Regions from separate parts of the Mus musculus genome. Here all the other regions are linked to region 1. A link is a contact called in public HiChIP or PLAC-seq and promoter capture Hi-C data. All regions are on one chromosome and are shown on one strand. Each heading gives the region's core, a stretch centred on a gene start, on an enhancer-like site or on the middle of the called end of the contact. The rest is flanking DNA. Distances are from core to core; before and after follow the strand shown.

Region 1 (4,333 bases), core at 1,152-3,651:
TGCACTTCTGAGAGATGAAGTGGGGCAGAGCTGGAGAAAGGTCAAAGGCTCAGTGTGCATTAACCACAGACTGTGCATACATTCTGCTGGCCAGGACTCTGCTGTATGTCAACCTTGTGGGGAAGGGGGTTTCCAGGCTCCTTGCTTTTATATGCCAATGTTGACTTCCATACTCCAAGCATAAAACTTCCTGGGGGAAAAAATGGCACAGGGTCAGCAGGCCTCCATATCACAGGAGGAAAGTGAGTCACAGCATAATTGAGTAAGCAATGTGTACACAGTTCCAAGGAGGGAGGAGCCCATAGAGTTACGATATTTCAAATGGTTTCGCTCAACAGTCAGAAGGCTATTAGGTCAGACACACCTGGGCAAGGGCTAGCTGTCAAGGGAACAGAAGACAGGCCAGGATAAAGTACCATTATACTATGAACCTGCAACCCCCCAACCTCTTCCCAACCCCTGAAACGTTAATCAGTCAGTCAATTAGTCTGTAAGGGATAGCTTCTTTATGGGAACTTTTGTTCACATGCGTTTGAGCAGAAGAACAAAAAGGTATGGTGTGTGCTTCAAAGAAAAGACGTTGGGCAGGGAATAGTGAAGGGGGACTTGCTTATCAGGAGACCAGGAAAGGTCGGGCACACCACTGGCCCAGGCTAGAAAGACTTCACTCACCTTGTGTGTGTGTGTGTGTGTGTGTGTGTGTGTGTGTCTGTGTGTGTCTGTGTGTGTCTGTGTGTATGTGTGTCTGTGTGTCTCTGTGTGTGTCTCTGGTGTGTCTGTGTGTGTCTGTGTATGTGTGTATGTGTGCACGCGCACATGAGATGTACACAGGTACACAGGTGATAACACTGTGCTGGTCTGCTGAGCCTGAGGCAGGCAGAGAGAGAAGTGAGAGTTAGGTTTGGAGCTTTTCCAAAAGTTCAAGGCCAGCCTGGGCTACTTAGTAAGACCTTGTCTACCAGTAAGTAAAAGGAGACCCGGGGGCACAGCTCAGTGCTAAAACTATGCACGAGGCCTGTGTTCCAGTCTCCAGTTCTGCCAGAGAAGACAGCAGGGGGCAGGTGTGGTGTCCGGACCATTGCTTGCTGTGTCTGAGCACTGACTAGGGTCTGGCTGGGTGTTTTTACCTCTCATGCCCAGAACTGAAATTCAGGCACCCAGGTTTGCAAAGTAGCAAGGAAACTTTATGCAAAAGCAAAGCCATACTACAGATCAGAAAGAAATATGCTGTCAAGAGTGACCGCTGGCCACATGAGCCAGCATACTCTAGAGCCCCAATTACTGTTTGGGGTTTTTATGAGCTTTGAGAGGAGTCTTATTGCTAAGGAGCACTGCATTCTGTTTTGATTGAAAAATTTTGCCGGACAGTGGTGGCACAAGCCTTTAATCCAAGCACTTGGGAGGCAGAGGCCAGCCTGGTCTACAGGGTGAGTTCCAGGACAGCCAGGGCCATACAGAGAAACCCTGTCTCGAAAAACCAAAACACACACACACACACACACACACACCAAAAACAAAACAAAAACAGAAAAAACAATTTAGTTATGTTACCTCCCTTTTCTATTGTGCATGTCTCAATATGTAAAATTATTGAATTTTATTAAATAATTTTATTATTAAAATGTATTTGATTTTAATCAAAAGCGTTCACAAGCACGCACAGGCAGAAGACAGTAAATAGGAGTTTCTCTCAGCAAATTCACTTAGAAGACATGGTTCACCCTCCTGGGCAGGCACCTAAAACCAATTCAGGCTAGATCAGACCTCCTGGCCTCATAATGCACCTAACTGGATTATTACTGAATAGAATCTGTTCGATGGTCCGCAGAGAGCGAAGAAACTTATCCCATTACTTGGAGAGGGTTTGTCTGCATGCAGTTCCATGCAGGTTGTGAACAGGGGTCCTGGTTTGCTGACAATTGCTAGGTGATTTTTTTTTTTTTTTTTTCAGAAAAAGGTGTGTGTGTGTGTGTGTGTGTGTGTGTGTGTGTGTGTGCGCGTGCGCGTGCGCATAGTAGGTGTAGGTGAGAGTCAGGCTGCTAAGTGAATTGTTAGAAGAGGGGTGTGTGCATAACCCAAACCAAGAAGAGTTTCAGGTTTGGAGTTTCTTGGACTTGTATGTAACACTTTAGCTTAGAAGAAGTACAGTTCAGCGCTCTCGAAACACGTGGAGGTCCAACGGTTTTACTGTTCTCCCACGGCAACTTTGGTTGTGGAAAAATGTAGTCCCGTTATCATTTCCCCGTGCGGATAATCCGAGCCGCAGCCGAACCCTTCCGGATCGCAGGGCTCTGACTCAGAAAGCCGGTTCGTCCTAGCCTGGGGCGGGTCCTCCAGAGCACCGAGACGTTGGGGCAGAGCGCTCGCCGCCCTTGTATTCCGCTACGGCGTCGCTCGGGAAGTGACGACACGCTCGCCCATGCGTACTGAGAGGCAGCTCCTTTACCTCATCGCGGGCGCGACGCCCCGAGGGCCAGCTTGTGCTTTGGTCTGGCAGAGGTGGTGGCGGCGAGAGCGGCCGGGAAGATGCCAGTGGCGGTGATGGCGGACAACGCCTTCAGTTTCAGAAAGCTGTTGGATCAGTGCGAGAACCAGGAACTCGAGGTAGCGCCGCAGGGTGGGGCGGTCGGGTGGGCGCCGTTTCCAGGGTAACGGGCCGGGCCGCGGCCTGCGGGGCGCACACTCCGGGTTCATCAAGAGATGCTGCTTCCATTTGTAACGTTAAGTTAAGTTCGCTAAATAGGCTGGGCGCAGTGGCACAGGACTCCGGTGGGCACACGTCAGGCGGAGGCGAGAGGATTGCCGGTGAATTCGAAGCCAGCTTGAACTATGAAAACCCCAAAAATAAAAAATAAAAATAAAAAAGAAAGAAAAAGGAAAAAAAAAAGGGAGGGCGGGGGCTCACGGACTAAAGGAGACAGCAGCAGCTTGCGGATGAGCCTTTAGCAGACCTTGCTGAATGAATAAAGATTGAAGAGAGACAGGCCTCTATAACTACCTTTTGGTAGTCTTCTGTCTTAAGCTTACTTAAGCTTTTAAGATAACGGCCAGAAAAATAGTGCATTAAGAACCTGTTGGAAGTAGTCCCCCCCCCCTTTTTTTTAATTTGAGACCTGACCTTCCGAGGTAATGTCACTTACATATTTGTGACTATGGAAAGAAACTGATATCCAACTGCAGATAAATGACAGCTCACAACAGATCTAAACTCAGGTTTTAACCTTTGATACTTCCCTAAGCATTTTTCTGCATCTATAGTAGTGCTGGAAAACTTACTTTTTAAGTTTTCATTTTCTCTTTTCTGAAAGTGTATTAGGAAGTGAGGCTTTCCCCTCTTTTTTCGCTCTCTAGGCTCCTGGAGGAATTGCCACACCGCCAGTGTACGGTCAGCTTCTAGCTTTGTACTTGCTCCAGAACGACATGTAAGTAGCACCTTTTACCTAAAACGAAAAGCTTCCTTGAGATGATGCAGGAGTACATGCAGCAGATAGGTGTCTTTTACTGTAATCCTGTTATATCTGTTTCCCTTTTTGTCATAATTAAGAATAAATAAGCTCGATATTTTTCTTGTCGTGTATGTCTTACATACACCTAAAAACATGGTAAGTTCTTGTGAGAAATTAGCATCAAGAACCAATGGAGTTTAAAAAAAAAATCATGTTTTTTTTTTCTTTTTACTTATATTTACTCAGAAACTGGGTGGTGGCGCACACCTTTAATCCTCCCACTTGGGAGCCAGAGGCAGGCAGATCTCTGAGTTTGAGGTCAGTCTGGTCTATAGGTCCAGCTCCAGTACAGCCAGGGCTACACAGAGAAACCCTATCTAAACAAACAAACAAATAAAACCAAAGCAACTGTATATGTACTCAGTAGGAGCAAAAAAGCTGGGGCTGGGAAGGAACACTGGGAGAACCAGGGGAGGTAGACATGTTTGAATTAGTCTTCCTGGGTGGGAGGCAGGAGCTTGAGAGGGCTAGAGAATAGAGGCCTGGTGCAGTTCCAAACCTACTGTGATATTTTTACAGAAACTACACTGAGTTTCTTCATTATACATATAATCGTGTGTCTTACGACTCACTAGGAGAAGGGCTCCAGATTATAACAGCACAGTGTATGCCTGTATTGCGAGGGATACCCAAAGCCTCGAAATGGACACATTGTTTGTACCTGAGTGGTTGTGTGTAAGTCTGTGGTTTGAATGTGTTGTTATGGTTTAGGATCTGAATTGTTAGTTTAAAAAGAACTCCTAAAAAAAATTTTTTTAATTAACCTGGGAAAAGGTTATTTCATGTCCTCCTTTTTTTTTTTTTTTTTTAATTGCTTTTCCTCAACA
Region 2 (4,333 bases), core at 780-3,279, 2.8 Mb before region 1:
AGATTCCACCTCACACCAGTCAGAATGGCTAAGATCAAAAATTCAGGTGACAGCAGATGCTGGGGAGGATGTGAAGAAAGAGGAACATTCCTCCATTGCTGGTGGGATTGCAAGCTTGTACAACCACTCTGGAAGTCAGTCTGGCGGTTCCTCAGAAAATTGGACATAATACTACCAGAAGATCCAGCAATACCTCTCCTGGGCATATACCCAGAAGATGTTCCAACTGGTAATAAGAACACATGCTCCACTATGTTCATAGCAGCCTTATTTATAATAGCCAGAAGCTGGAAAGAACCCAGATGTCCCTCAACAGAGGAATGTATACAGAAAATGTGATAATTTACACAATGGAGTACTACTCAGCTATTAAAAACAATGAATTTATGAAATTCTTGGATAAATGGATGTATCTGGAGGATATCATCCTGAGTGAAGTAACCCAATCACTATAGAACACACATGATATGCACTCACTGATAAGGGGATATTAGCCCAGAAACTTAGAATACCCAAGATACAATTTGCAAAACACAAGAAAATCAAGAAGAGGGAAGACCAACAGGTGGATACTTCATTCCTCCTTAAAATAGGGAACAAAATATCCATGAAAGGAGTTACAGAGACAAAGTTTGGAGCTAAAAGGATGGACTATCCAGAGACTACCCCACCTGGGGATCCATCCCATAATCAGCCACCAAACTCAGACACTATTGCACACACTAGCAAGATTTTGCTGAAGGGACCTTGGTATAACTGTCTTCCTGGCAAATACAGAAGTGGATGCTCACAGTCATCTATAAGATGGATCACAGGGCCCCCAGTGGAGAAGCTAGAGAGAGCATACAAGGAGCTGAAGGGGTTTGCAACCCTATAGGTGGAACAACAATATGAACTAACCAGTACCCCCAGAGTTTGTATCTCTAGCTGCATATGTAGCAGAAGATGGCCTAGTCGGCCATCACTGGGAAGAGAGGCCCCTTGGTATTGCAAACTTTATTTGCCCCAATTCAGGGGAATGCCAGGGCCAAGAAGTGGGAGTGGGTGGGTATGGGAGCAGGGCGGGGGGAGGGTATAGGGAACTTTCCGGATAGCATTTGAAATGTATATAAAGAAAAATTGTGAATCTCAAAAAAAAAAAAAAAGTGATAATAATACTACCCAAGGCTCCACGGCGAGTGTGTGTGTGTGAGTATGTGTGTGTATGAGTTTACAGTCTGCATTCCTCCAGCCTCAACCTGTGGGCTTTTCTGGAAAACCAGAAGTACCCTAAAAGGTTGAACCAATCTTCCTTGTTTTGAGAGAGAAATGGGTGGCCTTACTCCATGAATTATGCTACTCACCTCCTTTTCATTAAGAAAAAAAAATAAATCCCCAACAAAGATATCTTTTAAAAAAAAATCCACTCCTCTCTTTGGCGTGTTTACTTTGCTAAATTTCTCTTTAAACTGTGTCTCTCAATTGATTCATATCCTTTGAGAGCGTAGTAACCAAAAGACCAAAAAGATGGTTTGAGTCTAGGTGTTTGAGATCAGCCTTGAAGGCACACACAGGCATGAGCTAAAATTCAGTTTGCGTAGGTCTTGGAGGGACGCAGTTGTCTATGTGAAGACAGTTTTGCCATGCAGCAGAGAGAAATTACATTTCACGGCTTTTCACCTTCCGGTTAAATACCATTACTACCCCCATTTTACAGGTTAGGCACCTAATACTTAGGGAGGTTGTCACTCAACGACAATCATTCACTATACACAGGGGAGCTCCCACTTCTGAGCTGAAATTAAAAAAAAAAAAAAAAAAAAAAAAAAAAAGATGCACACACAATGTAAAAGGAGGAAGGAAACAGACACCCCCGGACAAAACCACCCCATTTCCTGTCTTCTTCCGCGAAGCCAGGGTGCCTCCCAGCGGCTGCCTCTCATCACCGACGCTTCCGGCTTCAAGGTTGCGTCATTTGAGAGCGTCCCGCGAAGTCTCGGCCGGGAGCTTGCGCGCGGCCTAGGACGTCGGGCTACGAGGCGGGCCTTCCGGCCTTCTCCAGAATAATTTCCGGCAGAGACCGGAAAATCTTCCCGGATCGCCTCCGGGTGCCCTGTGTGGGAAGGTGAGGTTCCGGCGGCCGGCTTCTGTTCGCTGGCGGCTGGCAGCACGCTGCAGCCTGCAGCCCCCCAGTGTCGGCACGGATCGGCCGCCCTGAGGCGCCGGGGCAGCGTTCGGCATGTCGTCGGGCCTGCGCGCCGCAGACTTTCCCCGCTGGAAGCGTCACATCGCGGAGGAACTGAGGCGCCGGGACCGACTGCAGAGGCAGGCGTTCGAGGAGATCATTCTGCAGTGTGAGCGGCACGCGCGGGCCCGGGGCGGGGAGTGGAACGCGCCGTGGCAGCGAGAACCCCGGCTCCGCCCGCGCGCATGGCGGCCTCGTCGGGGACCTGGCGTCCCGCACGTCTCGAGCCCTTTCGTTGCTTACCTTCCTTCTTTGGCTTAAACCTTAGGCGCGATCATGGAGGGTTCCCCTTTTCCAGGTTCTTTCCACAGACATCGTTTGCAGTTGTAAATCTCGATAACCCAGGCGGCGCCGATGCACTTAGGTAGTCAGGCTCCAAAAACGTCGTGTTTAAGGAATCGAGTTCAAGACAGAGATTGACTTTACGCATTAACTCGAGAGATGGACGTTCTCTTCGGAATGCTGTGGAACTAGTGGTTTTTGACTTCTCAGGCCTCTCCATATTGTTGGTACACATTTGAGTTTTAGGATTTGTCCACTGGGTCATTTGCTATTATTGAAAGCCTTAAGTGAGAAAAAAAGAGTGGTCTCTTCGCCGCTCTTTGCGAATTTTAAGGATCGAAAGTATCTTGTATTCTTAAGGCGGGTTCTCAACGATCATTTTCGTGCCTCGTGTTCCCAATTTAGCCAATCTGTTTCACATTTGAACGAATGCGTTGACACTCCTCGATCCTGAGGTTCCATCTGCTTCCTGAGATAGCCTGGGCATAGTCTTCCTAAGTTTTTGCGGGTAGTGGGATTTGAAATCGTAGTACTGCTATTTGCATTCTGATGGGGATAAATCAGTAGTTATTTACACGTTAGAATCATCTGGGGATGTACTTGACAATCAAAAACACTCCAGACTAATTAAGTCAGTATAAATGACAGAAGATAAAATAGTCCCATACTTTTTTTATGCTTCCTGAGTGGTTCGATTTGCACACACGTTTGAGCATTTTAAGTAATTGGCATGTATTGTTTCATGTTAAATTTTTATGAAGCACCAAGGCCAACGATGATGAAGTTGCAGTATGGGTTAATGTTGGGGCTGAGGTTAGACATTGGTTTTAAGACACTTGTGCATTTGCCTTTGTTGGCTCTCCTGAGGAATGGCTCTTTCTCAGCACTTAGCCCTTTAAAAGGAGAGCAGGAAAGGGACGCTGTCTCTGGTGTGTTGCTTCCTTGCACTCTGGGAGAGCAATGGCTATTAATGTAGCCCAGGAATCTGTTTACACGTTTTATGGGTTCCGTTCTTGTTTCTCTTTAAAAGATAATGTAGTTAAAATCTGACAGATTGGGTCAGAGATCTCACTAGGTCCTTACAGACATTTCTAGTTTGGTGCATCTTTAAAATGGGAGTGAAGATATGCCCTGCCTGCTTCATAAAAATAGAGTGTATATAAGGGCATTAAACAACATCTATAATAATCTTGGAGACAACTTGAGTCATTTTCGTTTTGTTTTGATTTTTTTTTTTAAATTTCAAAACTGGATAACCTATTGGTAGGAGAGTGTCAAACCATTGGAACAGTCAGAGATGGGAAATATTTTAAATAATGAAGATTCTTTCCAAGTTAATGAGGGATGAGCTGAGATGAATTTCAGGTGATCAGGTCCTTAAATAATACTATCTACTTAGAGCAGAGGAATCTGGGACATCTGTCAACAACCACAGAAGAAAGAAGTTTTCGGTGTTTATAGACTTTGGAGGGTGGGATCTTTGTACTTGCTAGGCTAGTGAAGGCACTAGATAGACTACAAAGCTGTAATTTAGGAAACTAATCCTACTGTTCACGCTATTTTAGGTTGTTACTAGTATTTGCCAGTTTAGGGAAGGTGCTGGATAGAACGTAAGGTCTGGCTGATCCTCAGTCAGTCACGGAATAGCTGTTTGAGAAGAGAACACAGCATGGGAGGCCAATGGAGCAGGTTGGGCAGACAACCTTTGCTTCTTTATATCTTTCTTCATAGGCCAGGGCATTGGTCATATCTTTTCTAGTTTGACTATGACCTAGTTCATTCTAGCCTTCTCAAGCTGGTCATTTCTGACCATCTCCCTTGTGTTCC
Region 3 (4,333 bases), core at 862-3,361, 2.7 Mb after region 1:
GCAGGGACCAGTCTACAGAAATCCACACACATAAATACTAAGATGCACAAGGATCATTCCAGGCCAGCACGGTTCAAAACAGTAAAGGCTAGGAAACTAGACAGGTAGAAAGCCAGGGAGGCAAGAAGAAGAGAGAAGGAAGGAAAGAGGGAAAACAGTCCAAAAGAAAAAACAATTTAAATACTCATCAAGAAGAAAGCTCTGATACAATCATCAGTAAGAACAAAGGAATTGTGTACAAGAACCAATCCTAGCAGTATAGAGTAAAAACCTTCAAAATACAAAAGGTTATCTGCAGCAAGATTCCTTTTATATATATATATATATATATATATATATATATATATATATATATTAAATTAATATATATATATATAAAATCTAAATACACTGCTTAAAAAATACAATATACAGGATAAGAGTCCAACAAGACTGAAGACCCATACTTCAGGCAGACAATTCCCTGGAGTCTGGTAGAGCACTAAACTTAAGAGGCAAAATGACACAGTCTCTTACTTCCTAAGTTAGTTAATGGGTTTAAATGTGTTTGTTTTAATATGTGTATGTGTGTGTGTAAGCACATGCATGTGCCTGTGTATGTATGGGCACTGTGTGCATGCAGGAGCCTGAAGAACTCAGAAGAGGCCACCAGATGCCCTGAAACGGAAGTTACAGACACCACCATGTAGGTGCTAGGAACAGAACCCAGGTCTTCTATAAAACTGCAACAGCTTTTAACTGCTGAGCCATCTTACAACCTCATTTTATTTTCATTATAATGCATGACTTTTTCATGCATTTTTATTACATTGTGGGAGTGTGTGTGTGAGAGAGAGAGAGAAAGAGAAAGAGAGAAAGCACAACCATGGATGACAGAAAACAACTTTCAGGAGTCACTTCTCTCTTTCTACCCATGTGGGTCCAAAATTGTCAGACCTTGGCAGCAAGTGCCTTTACCCACTGAGCCATAATGCTGGGCCCAAACTGTAGGGCTTTGTTTCCTTTTGGGGTTTGTTTTGTTTTTTGTTTTGTTTTGTTTTTGAGGCAAGGTCTCCAGAGTCGTTGGAAGTGCTGGGAAGAGAGGAAGACACCATCAGCCTGACAATTGGTATTTTTGTGTGAAGGTGGGTATTAAACCCAGAGCTAGTCACCTATTGGGCAAACCTTCCACCACTGACTGATAAAGTATGACTATTTGCCTTCACTATTCTGCATATTACATACACAGGCACATGCACTCAGTATGTGATCCTAAAAAGCAACAACTCATTATGAAATAAGAGATGAGTAGCGACAGTGTTCAAGGCTATATGTGACACCACCAGACTCAAACAAAATAAAGATGAGTAGGTGTTAGATAGCAGTTTTCAAGTAGAGTGTTTTAATGTGAAAGATGTACAGGCATCTTCTCTAGGTATCTAAATGCACTAATTACTGTTACAGCAAACAATGATACGATCATACCGTGGTTTTTCTACTTTTAAAACCAACCTATTGACAAAGTTAGGACATGTAATTATGGCTTCTAAATACACTGCCAAAGTCACAAAACCTTACTGTTTTTTTAGACCTTGTATGACCTCAGAATATATTGATATGAGATCTTAATTTATATAAAAAATACCATTCTTCAAACTAAATTGTTAATGCTACAAATTTTTATCTTAAAAGTAATTACAGGAACTGGGCGGCTCCCTTTGTTAAAAGTTTTTTTCTATGCAAGCATGAGGACTTGCGTTTAAATCTTTAACCACATAAAAAGCCAGACGTGGCTACACATAACTGTAATCCCGAAATTAGGGGGTGAAGATAAGTGACTCCCCAGAGCTCACTGGCCCGCTAGTCTAACCTTAAAGCAAAGCTTCCAGTTCAATCAGAGGCTTTCGGGCGCTGGCGGCTCTTGAGCGCGGGTCAAACGGCCAGAACCCGCCACCACTCTGGGGCCGGGGCTGGGCGGAGGGAGTGCGGGCGCGCGAGGAAAGGGCCAGAGCCACTCCACGACAATGCGTAACTAACACTCGCCGCCACCCGGAGGTTTTTCGAAGGCTGGTGTCTCACCCCAGGCTGGCGCAAGTCTCAGTCGGATTCACAACGTGAAGATCCGCGCGCTTCTGGCCCACCGACCAATCGCAGAACGACTTAGGCAGCATAACAAGGGACCAAGAACCAACCAGACACCCTGATGGGCGGACCTCAGTGAAAGCAAGCAGCTGAGCGCGCGCAAACAGTTGCTAGGGACGCACCGGACACCCACTACAGAGCCTCGGAGGAGCCAAAAGACCCGATTTCTTCGCGCCTTTCCCCCCCCTCCACGCCCCACTCCAAGTGACTGCAGTTTACTCTTACGGGAGAACCGAGGACGGTGAGCGACGTGCAGCCCTTCTTACGACGGCCACCTTTCCAAGGCGAGGACAGTGAGAAGCGGACGACACAGTGGCTCGCCGTGGGCTGGAGGCCGCAAACGTGAGCCCCAGGACCGGACCGCGGCCCCTCCCGCCTTCTCCAAGCATCCCCTAAAGGTGGCCTGTGGCACCAGTGTATCAGCACGCAGGCGCAGAATAAACTGGTTTCCCTCGCCTACCGGCTCACCGTGAAGTGAGGCTCCCGAAGTCGGGGGTGCAAGTCTAGTCGGCTTCACCTGTGGCCTGTAGAACTCTCCTGTCCGCAGTACCTCTACGCCTCCGAAGTTGGCATAGTGACTTGAGCGAATCCGCAAGCTTGAAGTGTCTCCCATGCTGCCTAAAGACTTTCCGGGATGTCTGCTTTCTTCGTGCTCGCCTAGACTCTACTCATTCATCAAACCCCTAACCCAGGTGGAGCCGGAGCCTGTGGGAACTACAATCCCCATGAAACACTGCGCCCGCGCAAGCATTGTCAGCTCGCGCTTCTATACTTTGTTCCATTGGCTGGCCTATTGGACCTGGAATCCTGATTGGCCCATGGCCTAAGGCGACAGATTCCGGAAAGGGAAAGAGCAGCCAATATGGCGGCAGAGCGCGGCGCGGGGCAGCAACAGTCGCAGGAGATGATGGAGGGTGAGCGGCCCCTGTGGGTGACCGGGGAGCGGCGAGCTTCGGGCTGGGCGGTCACGGCCTCTTGCGGGATCGGAATTCGGCCTCCAGCCTCCGGCCACAGCCACAGAGCTCTGACAGCTGCCAATATGGCTGGACAGCCAGGGAGGCTCGGAGCCCGGGAGTCCCGTCCCGAGGGCGGTAGCGGCCAGAAAGACAAGACCCTGGGGAAAAACGTGGCGCGAGCCCGCCCAGGGAGATTGGCAAGGAAGCCGTGGCTATAGGAACCTAGTCTTAAAGCTCCGAAGTTGACAGGCGAGGGGGCAGGGAACCGTCCTCCGTCAGCTCACTGGGAAACTGAGGCTTCAGGCGTGGGGAATCTACGAAGTCCAGTTTGTTCACGCGGCATGAATGGAAAAGTCTGCTTTGAAGCGAATGGGTTGTGGCAGAGAGATGGATAAAAAGGAGCTCCGGAAATTGAGTTTACAAGGCGTTGTCTTGTTTTCTAGGCATGCAGTCTAGTCTATATTCAACTTTCTTCCTTTTTTTCCTTGTGTTGGATTATGTCATATACATATGTAACATACATATATGTTACACGTGTGCATGCTTTTGTATACAGTTGTGTAGATACATGGTCATTACATGCGTGCATATATGTGTGTTAGTGTATACGAACAGACTTGTACATATGTACATGTACTTAACCCTACCCATTGTAGCATTAGGCAAATCTTAAATGTCTTTGAAAGACTCCACTATTTTGGTGAGGATTATTCACTTTTGGAAGGTCACTCACTTTTCTGGGAGGAGTACTAGGGAAGAAGGTTGCAGAGCAAGGGGCAGAGATGTGGAAGAAAAGACCAGTGAGTTTGAGAGCAGTGGGGCTGCCCTGAGATGGGCCCTGAAAACTCACTAGATGTCATCCAGACTGGGGTCCAGTGGGGAGGACCAGTATCATTCTGGAGAAAGGAAAACCAGTCAGAAGCAAAGGAGTATGGAAAGGTGACCTAAATTAGCAGTCATGCAATGGGGGTTGAGAAGAGCCAACAAGGAACGCTCTTAGAGAGACTTGAAGGAGTCGTGCTAGAGGTCTTTTGTTTCTAACCTTTGAATCTTTCTTAAGGAGGAAATGTTTCTTCCTAGCCCCCTCTTTCCTCCTCCAATACACCTCTCCCCTCCTTCCTCACTAAAGGGCAAATACACAAGCCAAGCTGTTTCTCTCGTCCACCCCCACACATGTCATTACCAGCTGACACTTAGGTTTCTATGGCCTATGTCTTTTTGGAGTTTTTTTTTTTTTTTTTTTTTTTTTTTTTTTT
Region 4 (4,333 bases), core at 1,077-3,576, 2.7 Mb after region 1:
GAACCTGCAGAGCTCCATCCTCCTGACTATAGAGTTCAATTAAAAGAATGCACTACCACACCCAGCCTCCCCGTGTTTTACTGAGTTACATTAGTAACTGTATTCAGACAAATGATATAAGCAGGGCTTCATAAGTGAAGCAAATGGTCTTCTGATGAATAGTTGTGCCGATTTAAAAACTGGAAACTTAAAAGCCACTTAAGACTGTCAAGTAACTTTCCTAACAGCCTAGCTTCCCTGTGAAGAGGCGTTTCCAAAGAGTAAGCTTTATTTTCTCCTCTCAGGCTGTGCTTCACACACTGACTGAGCTTGGGCTTAGATCATGTTACAAGAGACAACGTGTCAAGGGGAACACAGTTATCTTTTTGCTTATCTTCTAGAGGAGGCATGCCGAGACACCAAACACAGTGGGCTCTAAGCCTCCCCACTTTGGGGGTGAAATCTTACCAGGAACAGTCAGTAATGAAATAAAAGCAGTCAAATGGGTAGAGTTCACTGGAGAGCCCCACCTCCCTTCTCCAGAAGGGTGACAGCTGTTGGAAGGTGGAGGGCACTCTAACAGCCTTCCAGGAACCGGGCACCATCAGCTCTGAAAGCTGTGTGTGGGATGTTTTTGCGGAGGTCACACATTTGCATACACATACATCACTACCATAGAGCAACACTAACCCACCAAAACCAGACTCCATGTCCCCATTGATCTGGAGCTAGAGATCTCAATGAACACACAGGAGGCTCACTTTGGCCTTGGTTCTCTCTTCTTGGGCTCCTCTATCCCACATCCCCCTTACAACGGCATCTGCAGAGAGCCCACTGCACATCTTCTTGAAGACACTGACCTCTCCTCAGCAAACTTTCCTACCTCACTTCCTCTGAGTAAGGTGTGTTTAGCCCACAGCACACATGCATCCCAGGGTATTGATGAATGCAGCCTAGCTCATTTGTAGGTGACAATTCCATGCCTTACTATCAAAAGGCTGGACATCCCTGCTAGGGTAAGCTATTTTCTCCCTAACTGACTCCTCTCCCTCTATAAAGTCTGCTGCATCTTATACCTTCTCCAAGGCCAAGCTTCCGAAGGTAACTGGAACGCCTCTTCATCTGCATGCTAGACAGTTTCAGCAACTGGGGATTTTTCTTCAAGGCATTAAATACAGGCTCTGGGTTCAACCCCAAGAGTAGGAGTTCTGAAACTATACCCAGCAACTGTTGAGGATGGACACTTGGCTGTATACTAAACAAGCTGTGAATGTGGGCTTCAGCAAAACCCATGTCCTGGAGGGAACGGATGACCTTTTCAGGCTCCAAGGACTCAGGATCCACACAAGGCTTCTGTTCCTCATGAAGACACTGAACAAGTCGTGTCCTGTTTTCTGGTTCCTGCATGTACTTTTGGGGTGTAATGCTGGAAAACTCTTGAAAGCTTCCTCTACCGGGCACTGTAGTCAGTTTGCAAGACAAAGAAGGGCTCATCTGTTTCTGTTCTCTGAGATGAGGGGTCTGCCTAACCAAACAGGCCCAGGAGAGGGCCAGTAGACGATGCCACTCAGGAACCTGTAAGGCAGAGCAAAAACAGAATCAGTCCCACCTCAGAATAATGACCACCACAAGATTACTGAGCCAGTAACCTTGAACCTCAGCTTGACCCTTGGCCCACAAAAGCTAACAGTTTTTGTAAACAATCTGTAAAATCTTCTCTGGGTCTAAAAAGTCTCCAAAGAATAAAAGTAGCATGCAAACGACCGCACTTACTGAAGATATTGAAGCATAAGCAATATCTACATACTGAAGATACAGGGCACGAGCAATAGTATTTGGTTGAAAATTCTGAACCTCAGACTAGCCACCAGACAGGTACACTACCTAATTTCATTCCAACAAAGGATAGTTTTGTTTTGTTTTTCAAGGATCCCTTCCATTAAAAGAAGAATATTTGGGGGAAGGAATCTGTCGATTTGTACACAGTAGCCCCAGGTGTTGGGACTAGCACATAACAAATTAAGCACAGAGCATCCGGTGCCCGCCAGAATGGTCTCAAACACCCCGCTCTTGCCGCTGGTGGTGGTCCAGGCCTCCCTAGCCATTAGGCAGCACACAGCCGAAACTCCGGAGAAGCCAGAAGCTATTCTGAGGGCCACACTGTCTGTGCACACGCCACCCGGGAGCGCTACTGCCACAAGGTGCCCAGACCGGAACACCAAGAACCAGCGTCAGCGCCTCCTGAACGTCCCGCCAACAGCCGCTGTGAGCCCGGGACCTAGGGCAACCTCACCTGCCTTCCCAGCGAAGCCATGGAGACCAAGCGAAGAACAACTGTGAGACCGGAAGAGGCGGTCCTTCCTGGCTCACAACGTCCGGCCTCCGATCTGTGTCCGCCGAACTCCCGGGGTGTGGCGTTCTTTCGTTCCGCAGCCAAGCCCTTGATCCCAGATGCTCGTGCCCAGCACCTGCAGCTTGCAGGTGCAGCTCCCTTTAGTTGGGCATACTCGGTTGCATGGTCTCTGCCAGGAACAAGCAACACTACCTGGGTTTTAAAACTGCTCTTCAGAGTACAGGTGAAACCAAACTACCCCGAAGCGCACACCGTCGTTTTCTGTTGTGAAACTACTTTTACTGGGGCCGGGGGAGGAGGGGAGAATATGACAAAAAACAATCACCTGTGTTAAAGATAGTACAAGGCCAAATAAGATAACGCTGTGATTGTGGAATTAGGATCCTGCAGACCAAAACCAAATTATCATGGATTATTCTTAGCCTTTTTGAAATCCATTCATCGTCCACCTGTCTAACTTAACAGCTTTGTGACAATGAATACCTTTAAAATATATTCCTAGACCAACAATGGTTTTCACCAATCCAAAAGCCAATAGCATCACTAAATAATATCTAAAACTGAGTTAAGTGTTTTCCTAGTTTTGCCTTATCCTTCCTATCTGTGGTCCCCACCAATGTGTCTGGTAAATGCCTTGATTTATGGCTTTATTCTCTAGCTAGTAATATCTCACCTAACTTCATCCATGGTGGAGAATCTTTTGGAAAAACCAAATTTGTGTTCCTGGGCTCATCTTTGAGGTAAGTAGGTTTGTTTGTTTGTTTGTTTGTTTGTTTTTTAACTTTATCTGCATTTATTTTATGCTGAATTTATTCACGTGCCATGAGTTTTTGTTTCTTGTTTCTTCTGGGATATCCTTTTCTTCTGTGCAACCTCCTCTTCTGGCTTTAGAATGATCTGTTCCCTCTCAGTGAGGATCATCTCAATGTGGCAGGGGGAGCTCATGTATGGGTTAATCCGGCCATGAGCTCTGTAGGTTCGTCGGCGCATCTTAGGTGCCTTGTTCACCTGGATGTGTTCAATGACAAGAGAATCTAAATCTAAGCCCTTAAGTTCAGCGTTACTCTCTGCATTTTTAAGCATGTGCAGCAAAAATTCAGCACTCTTTTTTGACCACCGACCAGCCGCATTGTTTGGCCTGGGCGCACCTACTGACTCCACCATTATAACACCGGAATGGCACACATTGCTTCTTTAAAGTGATGTCCTTCAGATACTTGGTGGCTTTGCAGATATGCATACCCTTGATGGCCTGGGCAGATTCCCGGGTGTTCTTAAAGTGAACACGAAGGTTTGAACCTCTTGATTTGCATGATTTTGGGGGGTTTTTCTGGGTCAAGAGAGTAGCGAAACATCTTGGCAGATGACCTCTGGCTGCTTACAGGAAGAGAGGAGGTAAGTAGTTTGTGATGGACACTGTAATACAGCAATAAGTTCTCAGGACAGCCCAAACTCTCCCTGAAATGGTTATGTACAGATCTAGACCCAGATAAAAGTATTTGGTAAGTTCTGTTGTTTACAGACTTGTGTTTAGTCAGCAAGATGGCTCAGGAATTCAGACACTGACCACACCAGCTTGGTGACCTGAGTTTGATTCTAGGGACCCATGCAAAAGTGAAGACACAAACCCACTCCACCGAGCTGTCCTTTGAGACAGACAGACAGACAGACAGACAGACACACACACACACACACACACGAAGGTGTCTGCTATTTTTAAAAAACAGAATATGGCCCAAGTAATGAAATTACAGGGAAAATGACAATAGCCCTCCCAGCCCAGAGGTCTGGCTTCACTTATGGATGGAGCACCAGAAGCTTCCAAACCAACCTCTATGCACTGAATTTGCATCTTAGACATGAAGGTGTCTTAGTCAGGGTTTCTATTCCTGCACAAACATCATGACCAAGAGACAAGTTGGGGAGGAAAGGGTTTAGTCAGCTTACACTTCCACATTGCTGTTCATCACCAAAGGAAGTCAGGACTGGAACTCAAGCAGG
Region 5 (4,333 bases), core at 925-3,424, 2.3 Mb after region 1:
GCATGCAGGTGCTCTGATTCAGTCTTCCCACTGCGAGTTGGTGTGATGGGGGGATCAATGTAGGGAAGGATTCTCACATGGTCCTGTGACATGAGCTGGCAGCTTCTGGGTTCCTTGCGTAAAGAACCTCTGGCTGATAAGGTTTTGTTGTTATTTTGAGACAGGTTCTTGCTGTGTGGCCCAGGCTGGCCCCACAATCCTCTCAACTCTTGTCTCCTGGGTATTGGGATTATAGGTGTTCCACCACAGCCAGTTTGGGCTCAGACTTTAAATGCCTCATTTGTGAGCACTTGTGCCAAGAGCCAGCTGGCTTCATACTCCTTTTCATCTGTCCACCTAGACTACTGCTGTTTCTTCTTGGCACTTTAGTATCAAAGATCAGAAATGTTGATGGGTCGGGAGGGAAAAGAAAGCCCTTTCCAAACTGGCTTCAAGAGCAAGGCTACTGTCTTAGTCAGGGTTTTTATTCTTGCACAAAACATCATGACCAAGAAGCAAGTTGGGGAGGAAAGGGTTTATTCGGCTTACACTTCCACATTGCTGTTCATCACCAAAGGAAGTCAGGACTGGAACTCAAGCAGGTCAGGAAGCAGGAGCTGATGCAGAGGCCATGGAGGGATGTCACTTACTGGCTTGTCTTCCCCCATTCTGCAGGCCTAGGCTGTCTAGTCAGCACCGGCTGCCTTCCTGTCTGTGCTGGCTAGTTTTATGTCAACTGGACACAGTCATCAGAGAGTGAAAAAAAAATGCCTCCATAAGATCCAGCTGCAAGGCATTTTCCTAATTGGTGATCAATGGGGGAGGGCCAGCCCATTGTAAGTGGCACCATCTCTGGTCCTGGTTCTATAAGAAAGCAGGAAAGGAGCCAGGAAATAGCGCCCCTCCTTATGGAAAGCGCCATAGGTGAGCAGAATAAACCCTTTCCTCCCCAAGTTGCTTTGGTCATGATGTTTCGTCACAGCAACGGTAACACTAAGCAGCTTTTCCTTCCAGATTCTGGAGGTCAGGCTCTGCCCGTGGCCCAGCCCTGGATATGGATGCGGCCTTCAGGAGCCGTTCTCCTGAGCTAACCACTCATATGAGACTTCTGGGGGTGAACCAGTTTGCATAACTCTTGAGTCGCGGATAACTTGTCACAATTACTCAAGACTTCCTGGAAAACCGAGTCCAGGCTCTTAATGATTCAACTATAGTGCAGCTTTCAGCCCACCAGTCAGTCCCCTGAGTCGAAATTAAGTACTAAATGAAAAAGCATCCCAAAGAGATGTTGGGCTATGTGGCTACTCCTTTTTTTTTTTTTTTTTTTTTTTTAAATAACCTCAATAAAGAGTTAAGTGTCTTGCACCTCAAATCATGGCGCTGAAGCCTAGTGGAGCCAAGGTAACTGTGTCATGCCACAGCAGTAATTGCTGCTGATGCAGGAGCAGCCCAGCCTCTCACTGGGAGAAGGAGCAACTGTCTAGACTCTGAAGCAGCAGGTTATGGGTAAAAGCTTGGCCTGGTTGTTCCTCTTTAGGCAACGGGTACTTGATCTACTTAACTGCACAAACCGCATTTCCTCTGACTACCTTTTATCCAAGACTGAGAAAAAGGGGCCCAGAGGAGGGAAAAAATATCAGAGCAGCCCTAATAGGTGGCAAACTGCAGTCTACAAGGTGTGAAGCCTCGTCGTCTCCCTTCCTGTCTATGAAGCTTCTAGTCTTGATGAAATACATTTGGAGAAGACACAGAGAACAGTCCTTGGCTGATTTGTGTCCTTCCTGGGACCTGGAAGAGTAGGCACCAGAAGGAGAGTGTCCTGTCCCTGACCTCCTCATGGCATCGAATAATCGTGGAGCCGCAAGTCCACGTCCTGGTCACCATCCAGTCTACAAAACCATAGCCAGGCCATTTAAGGCTTCAAGGAATGCTCCAGCCGCATTCCCTGGCCGCTTAGGATCCAGAGCGTCTGAAGCCCAATCGTTTTGAGACAAATGCCCGACCCCGGCAAGTTTCAACCCCAGTGACACCTCTGCCTCCCCAGAACAACGCAACCACCACCGCGACGGAAGGATAACAACGCGATTCGCTGAGCCACTTCCTCACTGGCTCTTTCAGAAGACAGGGAGGAACCACCGCTTTGCCAAGTTCCTGCCTCACACCGGAAGGAGCGAAGCACGCTGGGAAGTAGACAACGCCTGTGATCAGCGACGTATGCTGGGAACGGCGCTGCATGCTGGGATAGCATTGACAAAGCGATCTAAACCAAAGTGACTTTTCAGCTTCCTGTGGTCACTGAGACTTCGATTTCAAGTGGCTACAGCTGCGTTGTCCCGAGCACTAAAGCATACGGACATCAGGCTAGCACTGCCCAGTTAGAAACGCGGGGACCACGCCCTCGTGCGAGAGCAGAACCTACCAGTCCTGCACGGTTCTGCGCTGCAGCTCGTGCGTGATTAGGCAGCTCTGTCATATGACGCAAGCACGGCTCCTGGTTGGCTCCAGCCGGGTTACCTAGACAACGGAGCTTGCGGCGCTAGGCTGCTCTGCACCAGTAGGTCTCCCGGGCTAAGCAAACACGGTTTGCAGTGAAGGCCGCGCACTCGCTCCCGGGCGGCGACCGAGTCCACGGGCCGCAGATGGGAGCCCAGGGCGCCGAAGATGCGGGCGGTCCGGGCCGAGACGCCGGCGCGGGAGCTCTTCCGGGACGCGGCATTCCCCGCCTCGGACTCCTCGCTCTTTTACAACTTGTCCACGCCTCTGGCCCAGTTTCGGGAGGACATCACTTGGAGACGACCCCAGGTGCAGCAGGGTCTCTTGCCTGGGCGGGTGTTGTGGATATGTTTCTCACGGAGATGGACCCCGGGGTTAGCAGGACCTCGCCTTCAAGCCTATTCAGAAAAGGTGATAGCCAGCCCTGAGAATTCAAATGAGGAGGACAGAAGCAATCGAAAGGCTTGTCTTTTAGATGTTATCTTGGGGTTTCTACTAAAATACACTCCTACCCAAAGTCAGGTAGTAGGGAGCTGTTTTGATATTAAGGGATTAGAAGCAGTATTTCCAGCACCATCCCACCACCTAAGTTTTGTCGGGTGTAATTCAGCGCAATCTTTCTTGGCTTTGCACTTTGCTCTACATTTCTTCTAGTAGCTTTAGGGTATGAACACCAAAAGGTAGCACAGAACACGGGGAGCGTTGTGCTTAACAACTGGGAAAACCTAAGGAGCTGCTTTTCAGGGCTCCCTTAAATGGCACAGGCAGGTGGAACTATGTATTGTTATTTTAGCGTCCATGCATGCAACTCACAACAGTGTTACCCCTCATAGCCAGAAAGGGCTGTGGTAGGAGGGCTTTGGTTTTTTTGGTTTTTTTGGTTGGTTTTTTTTTTTTTTTTTTTTTTTTTTTTTTGCCTTGTTGCAGCTTAAATGGATGGATTGTTCAAGCCTAGTGTTTTTGTTGGTGTTTTTTAGACGTGGCTTATCAGCAGAAAGACTACTGGGGGACAGCCTGTCCCACATGCATGTAGTGCTAACAGTGACAGCTGGCAGGGTTCCAGGCCTTGTGCTGCCTGCTTGGCACAGTGGTGTTGATAAGCATCCTGGCTTTCTTGAGCAACACTGAGAGGCAAGGGAAAGAAAGAGCCCTGTTGGCCATGCCCTTGGAGTTTAGGTTTTGTTTTTACTTTAAACAGGGGGTTTCAGAAGATGTGCCTAGTCCTACAGTGACTTGATGTGCAGGGGTGGGTAGTGATTGTGTGTGTGTTGGGGAGGTGTGGCACCCAGAGTGGGGCTTCCCCTTCTCAGAAGAGGAATGTTGAGTAGGGAGAGGACTTTCGTGAGGGGTACTGGGAGGGGAGGAAGGGCTGATATTAGGTTATAAAGTGAATAAAAATATTTTTTTTTTAAAAAAAATGGATTTCATATAGTGGCTCATGTCCCGTCTGAGGGGAATCCAGTGCTCTCTTCTGGCCTCTGAAGGCACTACAGGCACATGGACACTAGACACAGATTCAAGCAAAACACTCACACACACTATACAAATAGGTGAAATGTTTTAGGTGTCAGGAGAGACTCAATTAAGGAGTGAGTTTGTTGGAACTGCTCTTTGGTGACTAGGACACAGTATAGTGTCTTTTTGTTCTTTTCAACACTTACTATTCTATTGTAGCCATGTGAGTGTATCTATTTGTAATTGTAGCAACCGTGGGAAACAAGACAGAAGAACAATGGGGAAGCAGCTCACTCCTGGGAGGGAGATGATGAACAGGGCAAGATGGGGGCTGCCCTTTCAGTGGTGCTAGAAGTCAATGTTGACTTTCAGGTTAGCCTGACAGCTGGGTGGGTGGGCTTTGCAG
Region 6 (4,333 bases), core at 763-3,262, 2.0 Mb after region 1:
CAACTGTCCACCTGATGAGCCCCTATCTGAAGGCTACCATGGAAAGACACCTGTGGAAGAAGCACGGCATGAAAGAAACCATGCAGACTGGTTTGAGACTGCTTACCTAATATAAGAATTTGCCAACCAGCAGCCGTGAGCCCGGGAGAGGAAACTATGGGTATTCATTTGCTTTCTCCTCCCTTTGTGGGTGTGTACTTTCCTTCATTTATTATTTTATGTAAGAAAGCTTTAAATAAAAACAGCCCCACCATCAGCAACTCTCTGTTACTTACCCTGGCTTATAGTGGTCAGTTGATCTCCCAGGTCCTGATCTCCCAGGTCCTCCAAACCTCCTGGGACACACGTTCTTTCCTGCACCACATCTCCACCCCTACACACTTCCTCTCTGCCTGGATCCTTCAGACACCTTATCTCATTGGCCTGGACAGAGACACCCCCTGCCCCCGCCCACCCAGAACACATCTCCTTTGCACCTCACCCATCTGTCTCCCTGTTCTCCTGCAGACCACTCTGCCTTCAAGAGGGACCATTAAAATGGCTGAACAGGTAGAAGTGCTTGCTGCTAAACCGAGTTCGATCCCCACATCTCACATGCTGGAAGGAGAGAACGAACTCCCACAAGTTGTTCTCTGACCTACACATACACACCTGGAACACACTGCAAACACATACACAATAAGTAAATGTCATTTTTTTTAATGGTAAATGCCTTCCCCAGGGCCCTTGCATTCCTACATTTGATGGGAATCCCAAAACACTGGATTCCATCCTTTAATAATTGCTAGGATTCCTTCTAAAATTCAATGCTTGAGGGCAGGGAAGAGTTCGAATTCTCAAAAGCTCCCAAAGGTCGGGCCCAGGAACAATACCATATAGGATGGGCAAACTTGAAACCTGCCCAGTGACTGCTCAGAAGCCTGCATGATATCCAGTGCATAATATCCCGCCCCACACAGAAACTCGGAGGGAACCTCCAAGGTCTTAACAGTCTGTCTGCTTGGATTCAAGAGATGCTTAGATGTATAAGGCCACTCTGCTGGACAGAGGCCCCTTGTTATCTCCCGTGGCAGTCAGCTTGAAAAGGACCCTGTGGTAACGAACGCCAGGATTGGGAATGAGTCAGAGGTATCTGGCGCCCCCTGCTGTCCATCCATGGACACCACATCTGACTAATAATTACTCCTTGAGCCTCGCAGATGCCCCTGCCTGTACTCTGAAATGCTAGCGCAACCCAAATTCATTCTCCTAGAAGGCAGAGCCCAGAGTAGCTTACCATCATCCATTGAGCTGTCCCAACATGGACACAGGCAGGTGCTCATAATTTAAAGTCTCAAGGCCACAGTTCATCGTGCCAGTGTGTTTTCCTGCATTCTTCTCTGCCACGGAATGGTCCGCCTGTGTTTTGCACTGTTCATACATCCCCGAGCCCCGCAAAGCCTCGGAAGTGGCTTATAACTGATCCTAGAGTCACTTCCTGTTTCCTGGACCGTGGCCAGCATAAGTACTGGGGTGTAGGGGGTGATGGCTCACAGTCTGCCTTCTCCTCACATCTCCCAGACTGACATCTGCCCTAAGTCCTCCGTCCCAGATGGCAGCATTGCCCTCCCGCTTGTGCCTGCAGAGTACCCGGGTGTCCCAGGGACTGAGCAGTACCTCACTGACAGGGCTGGAGTCTTCTGGCTGGATTCAAACCCAAGGAGAGTGGCGTCATGTGACCACACAGAGCTGGGATTCAGAGGTTCTAGAAGTCATGCTGCCCCTTGTCCCTCTAAACATGCCCTGGTAGACACATTTCCTTTGGGAAGTGCCATCCCTGCTCCTACAAAGGAGGGGGGCGCAGACTTCTAATGTCACCCATGTTTGTCCTCAAACACACACATCCCTATCGGACTTTTAAAGAGCTTAACTAAACATGTTACCTTGGACATGAAAAGGGAGAATTCTGGGAGCGTGTTGAGCTGACTTGGCAAAGCCTGTCAAGGTGGAAGTCCCTCCACGCCACCACAGCTGATGCGGGTGTGGCAGCTTTAACAGGAAATCTAGAAGGGCCTGGGGTGAGACAGCCGGTCCCAGGCTGCTTGGAGAACAGGCTCAGAGCTTGGAGTGGAATGTTTCTGAGATGGCCTCCAGGGGGCGCCATGCTCACAGGCTCCTGTGCAGCTGGCCCACAGGACAGGGTTTGTGTTCTGGAATAATCAAAGTCTCCTTCCATGTCATAAGACTGACCGCATACGGATCTGAAGCTGAAATGTGAAAGCATGTGATCACCTTCTTTTAAAATACCTCGTTCTTTTCCTGAACTGACCATAGACTCTCTGAAAAGGTCCCAGGTCAACCCCGGCGAGTACCCCTTCAGAAACCACGAAGAATTGACCTGGATTGGGATGAGATGGGGTTGGGGGGTCCTAGGGACTCCAGTGTGGCTGAAAGAAATACAGGACGCATGGTTACATTTGAATTTCAAGCGACCAGCTTTTCTAGCGGAAGTTTCATGTCTCAAACATCTCCAGGGATCTGTCCCCCAACCCACCCACCCCCAAATATTCACTTTAGGTGAAACACTCATCTTCCCAACACCATATGCACACACAGGTGTGTACACACTTACAATGTGCACAGACAAGCAGGTGTCTATTGCTGTCATCCCATAGAGTATGGGAAGAGGCGGGCTGCTTTGGAGGCTGAGCCTGGGATCAGAAGGCAGGAGCAAGATAGGTGTGGCGCTACCTGAGGCCACCATCTGGAATCAATACTGCACCCCCAATACGCACAGAGAGCATCTGGGTTCCTGGGGGCTAATGGATCCAGAAACCAGCCCAGGCAGAACTGAAAGATCTTGCTGAGGCCAAGGATCCAGGGATTGCTATAGGCCCTGCCCTGACTGCAGGAAGCTCCACTGGTGGCTTCTCGGTGACATAAAGGGTTAACTGAACCACTGAGCCAGGCATCTCACTGGGAAGTTGCCTGGTTCACCACAGCTGCCTCCCTGAGAGGTGGAGTACATACCCTTCCCAGCAAGGAATATTTAGCTTGTGGTCATTTGCGACCCCCAACAGAAGGATGGGTCTCACATGGCCCATGGTTTTTTGTTTGTTTGTTTGTTTGTTTTTTCTCACAGGATTCTTTGTCATCTGCATTTCTCTGCATCATGGGAAAAGATTCCCAGGAACCCAGGAAGGGCTGGTGTTGACCCTGGGCTGTGAAGGATGTCATCTGAGCTTTTCCCACAAGGGCTTCACCACGTCGGACATGCTGACACAAGCCGAAGGATCTGCCTTGGACTCCAGTCAGGGGACAGGATACCAGAGACACAGGTCAGCAGCAACAGGAGTGACATCAATCCAGTGCCATACAGGCCCATTTACTTAGAAGAAGCCCTTGGGCAGACGTGACTCTCTCACCTCAGACCACTGCAGAGTTCTGATCTCTGCTCGCCGTAACACAGCCTTTCCCCCAGTTCCTTTGAACTGAAAGTGACTTGTCTGTCATGTTTCTAATACCACAGGGAGGGTTAAATGTTATGTCTCTAGGACTTGATATCGTAGGCTACAGAGCTCCCAGAACCAGCCAGGCCCTGTGGCATGGGCTAGAGGGGTGCAGGGAAGGACCCGCTAGCTCAGTTTCCAGCCTAGGAGGAACGTAAATGGGTTATCCTGTTTCTGGGAGAATGTTTTTCTGTCAGCAGAGGTGGTGTGGATGATGGGTTATCACCCAGTTCGAGTGCCCCGAACACCAGTTTCTGGACTGCAATTCATTGCCTTTCTCGCATGCATGCCTGGCTGGTTTTGTGTCAACTTGATATAAGCTAGGGTCATCAGAGAGAAAGGAGCCTCAGTTGAGGAAATGCCTCTAAGACATCCAGCTGTAGAGCATTTTCTTAATTAGTGACTGATAGAGGAAGGCCAGCCCATTGTGGGTGGGGTCATTCCTGGGCTGGTGGTCCTAGGTTCTATGAGAATGCAGGTTGAGCAAGCTAGTAAGCAGCATCCCTTCATGGCCTCTCAATCAGCTCCTGCCCCCAGGTTCCTGCCCTGCTCCAGTTCCTGTCCTGACTTCTCTCAGTGAAGGACTACAACCTGGAAGTGTAAACCAAATGAACTCTTTCCTCCCCAACTTGCTTGTGGTCATAGTTTTGTTGCAGCAATAGAAACCCGGACTAAGACACCTGGTTACCTCTCCAGGGTCACAGTATGGACCCTTTCCGGGTGCTGAGTGTTCCTGGTTCAGGACCTCAGTTTTTAACCAAAGCCACACCTAGCCATGCCTGCTCTCAGGTGGGATTTTCTTTGTGGTTGCCTTCAGAAAGGGCACTTGATTGAGGCACATTTCC

What was found. Promoter capture Hi-C pulls out the DNA fragments that hold promoters and counts their contacts. HiChIP or PLAC-seq counts read pairs in DNA pulled down with a chosen protein or histone mark.
Region 2: a promoter capture Hi-C map of liver shows a contact between it and region 1, with 2.6 times the contacts expected there. The contact joins the promoter of Atg16l1 here to the promoter of Cops8 in region 1. A contact is called at or near these places in 1 of 39 promoter capture datasets (liver) and 1 of 115 datasets of contacts at active chromatin or transcription factors (astrocytes).
Region 3: a promoter capture Hi-C map of pre-B cells shows a contact between it and region 1, with 3 times the contacts expected there. The contact joins the promoter of Pask here to the promoter of Cops8 in region 1. A contact is called at or near these places in 1 of 39 promoter capture datasets (pre-B cells), 1 of 484 Hi-C or Micro-C datasets (CD4 T cells) and 1 of 9 other capture datasets (liver).
Region 4: a promoter capture Hi-C map of pre-B cells shows a contact between it and region 1, with 7 times the contacts expected there. The contact joins the promoter of Mterf4 here to the promoter of Cops8 in region 1. A contact is called at or near these places in 1 of 39 promoter capture datasets (pre-B cells) and 2 of 9 other capture datasets (adipose tissue and liver).
Region 5: a promoter capture Hi-C map of pre-B cells shows a contact between it and region 1, with 4 times the contacts expected there. The contact joins the promoter of Capn10 here to the promoter of Cops8 in region 1. A contact is called at or near these places in 4 of 39 promoter capture datasets (liver, neutrophils and pre-B cells) and 1 of 9 other capture datasets (liver).
Region 6: a contact with region 1 is called in an H3K27ac HiChIP or PLAC-seq map of regulatory T cell precursor, with 19 times the contacts expected there. The contact joins the promoter of Otos here to the promoter of Cops8 in region 1. A contact is called at or near these places in 6 of 39 promoter capture datasets (the C10 cell line, embryonic stem cells, liver and 2 more), 10 of 484 Hi-C or Micro-C datasets (B cells, CD4 T cells, CD8 T cells and 4 more), 5 of 115 datasets of contacts at active chromatin or transcription factors (double positive thymocytes, large pre-B cells, regulatory T cells and 2 more) and 2 of 9 other capture datasets (adipose tissue and liver).

The regions. Positions count from the first base shown.
Region 1 is chr1:90,601,024-90,605,356 of GRCm38.p6, forward strand. It overlaps Cops8 (COP9 signalosome subunit 8), which reads left to right and starts at 2,402. Exons shown (of 8, transcript NM_133805.3): 1 at 2,402-2,604; 2 at 3,352-3,422. The coding sequence starts at 2,527.
Region 2 is chr1:87,753,982-87,758,314 of GRCm38.p6, forward strand. Atg16l1 (autophagy related 16-like 1 (S. cerevisiae)) reads left to right here and starts at 2,030. Exons shown (of 18, transcript NM_029846.4): 1 at 2,030-2,333. The coding sequence starts at 2,219. It overlaps Gm33517 (predicted gene, 33517), which reads right to left and starts at 1,765. Exons shown (of 4, transcript NR_157047.1): 1 at 1,344-1,765.
Region 3 is chr1:93,340,677-93,345,009 of GRCm38.p6, forward strand. Pask (PAS domain containing serine/threonine kinase) reads right to left here and starts at 2,112. Exons shown (of 18, transcript NM_080850.2): 1 at 1,850-2,112. It overlaps Ppp1r7 (protein phosphatase 1, regulatory subunit 7), which reads left to right and starts at 2,952. Exons shown (of 10, transcript NM_023200.3): 1 at 2,952-3,035. The coding sequence starts at 2,984.
Region 4 is chr1:93,303,553-93,307,885 of GRCm38.p6, forward strand. It overlaps Mterf4 (mitochondrial transcription termination factor 4), which reads right to left and starts at 2,327. Exons shown (of 4, transcript NM_178051.4): 1 at 2,273-2,327; 2 at 1,056-1,554. The coding sequence starts at 2,293. It overlaps Gm28535 (predicted gene 28535), which reads left to right and starts at 2,412. Exons shown (of 3, transcript NR_151531.1): 1 at 2,412-2,555; 2 at 2,991-3,072. It also overlaps the pseudogene Gm7867.
Region 5 is chr1:92,932,234-92,936,566 of GRCm38.p6, forward strand. Capn10 (calpain 10) reads left to right here and starts at 2,175. Exons shown (of 12, transcript NM_011796.2): 1 at 2,175-2,781. The coding sequence starts at 2,641. It overlaps 9430060I03Rik (RIKEN cDNA 9430060I03 gene), which reads right to left. Exons shown (of 2, transcript NR_015525.1): 2 at 1,293-2,870.
Region 6 is chr1:92,646,829-92,651,161 of GRCm38.p6, forward strand. Otos (otospiralin) reads right to left here and starts at 2,013. Exons shown (of 5, transcript NM_153114.2): 1 at 1,923-2,013.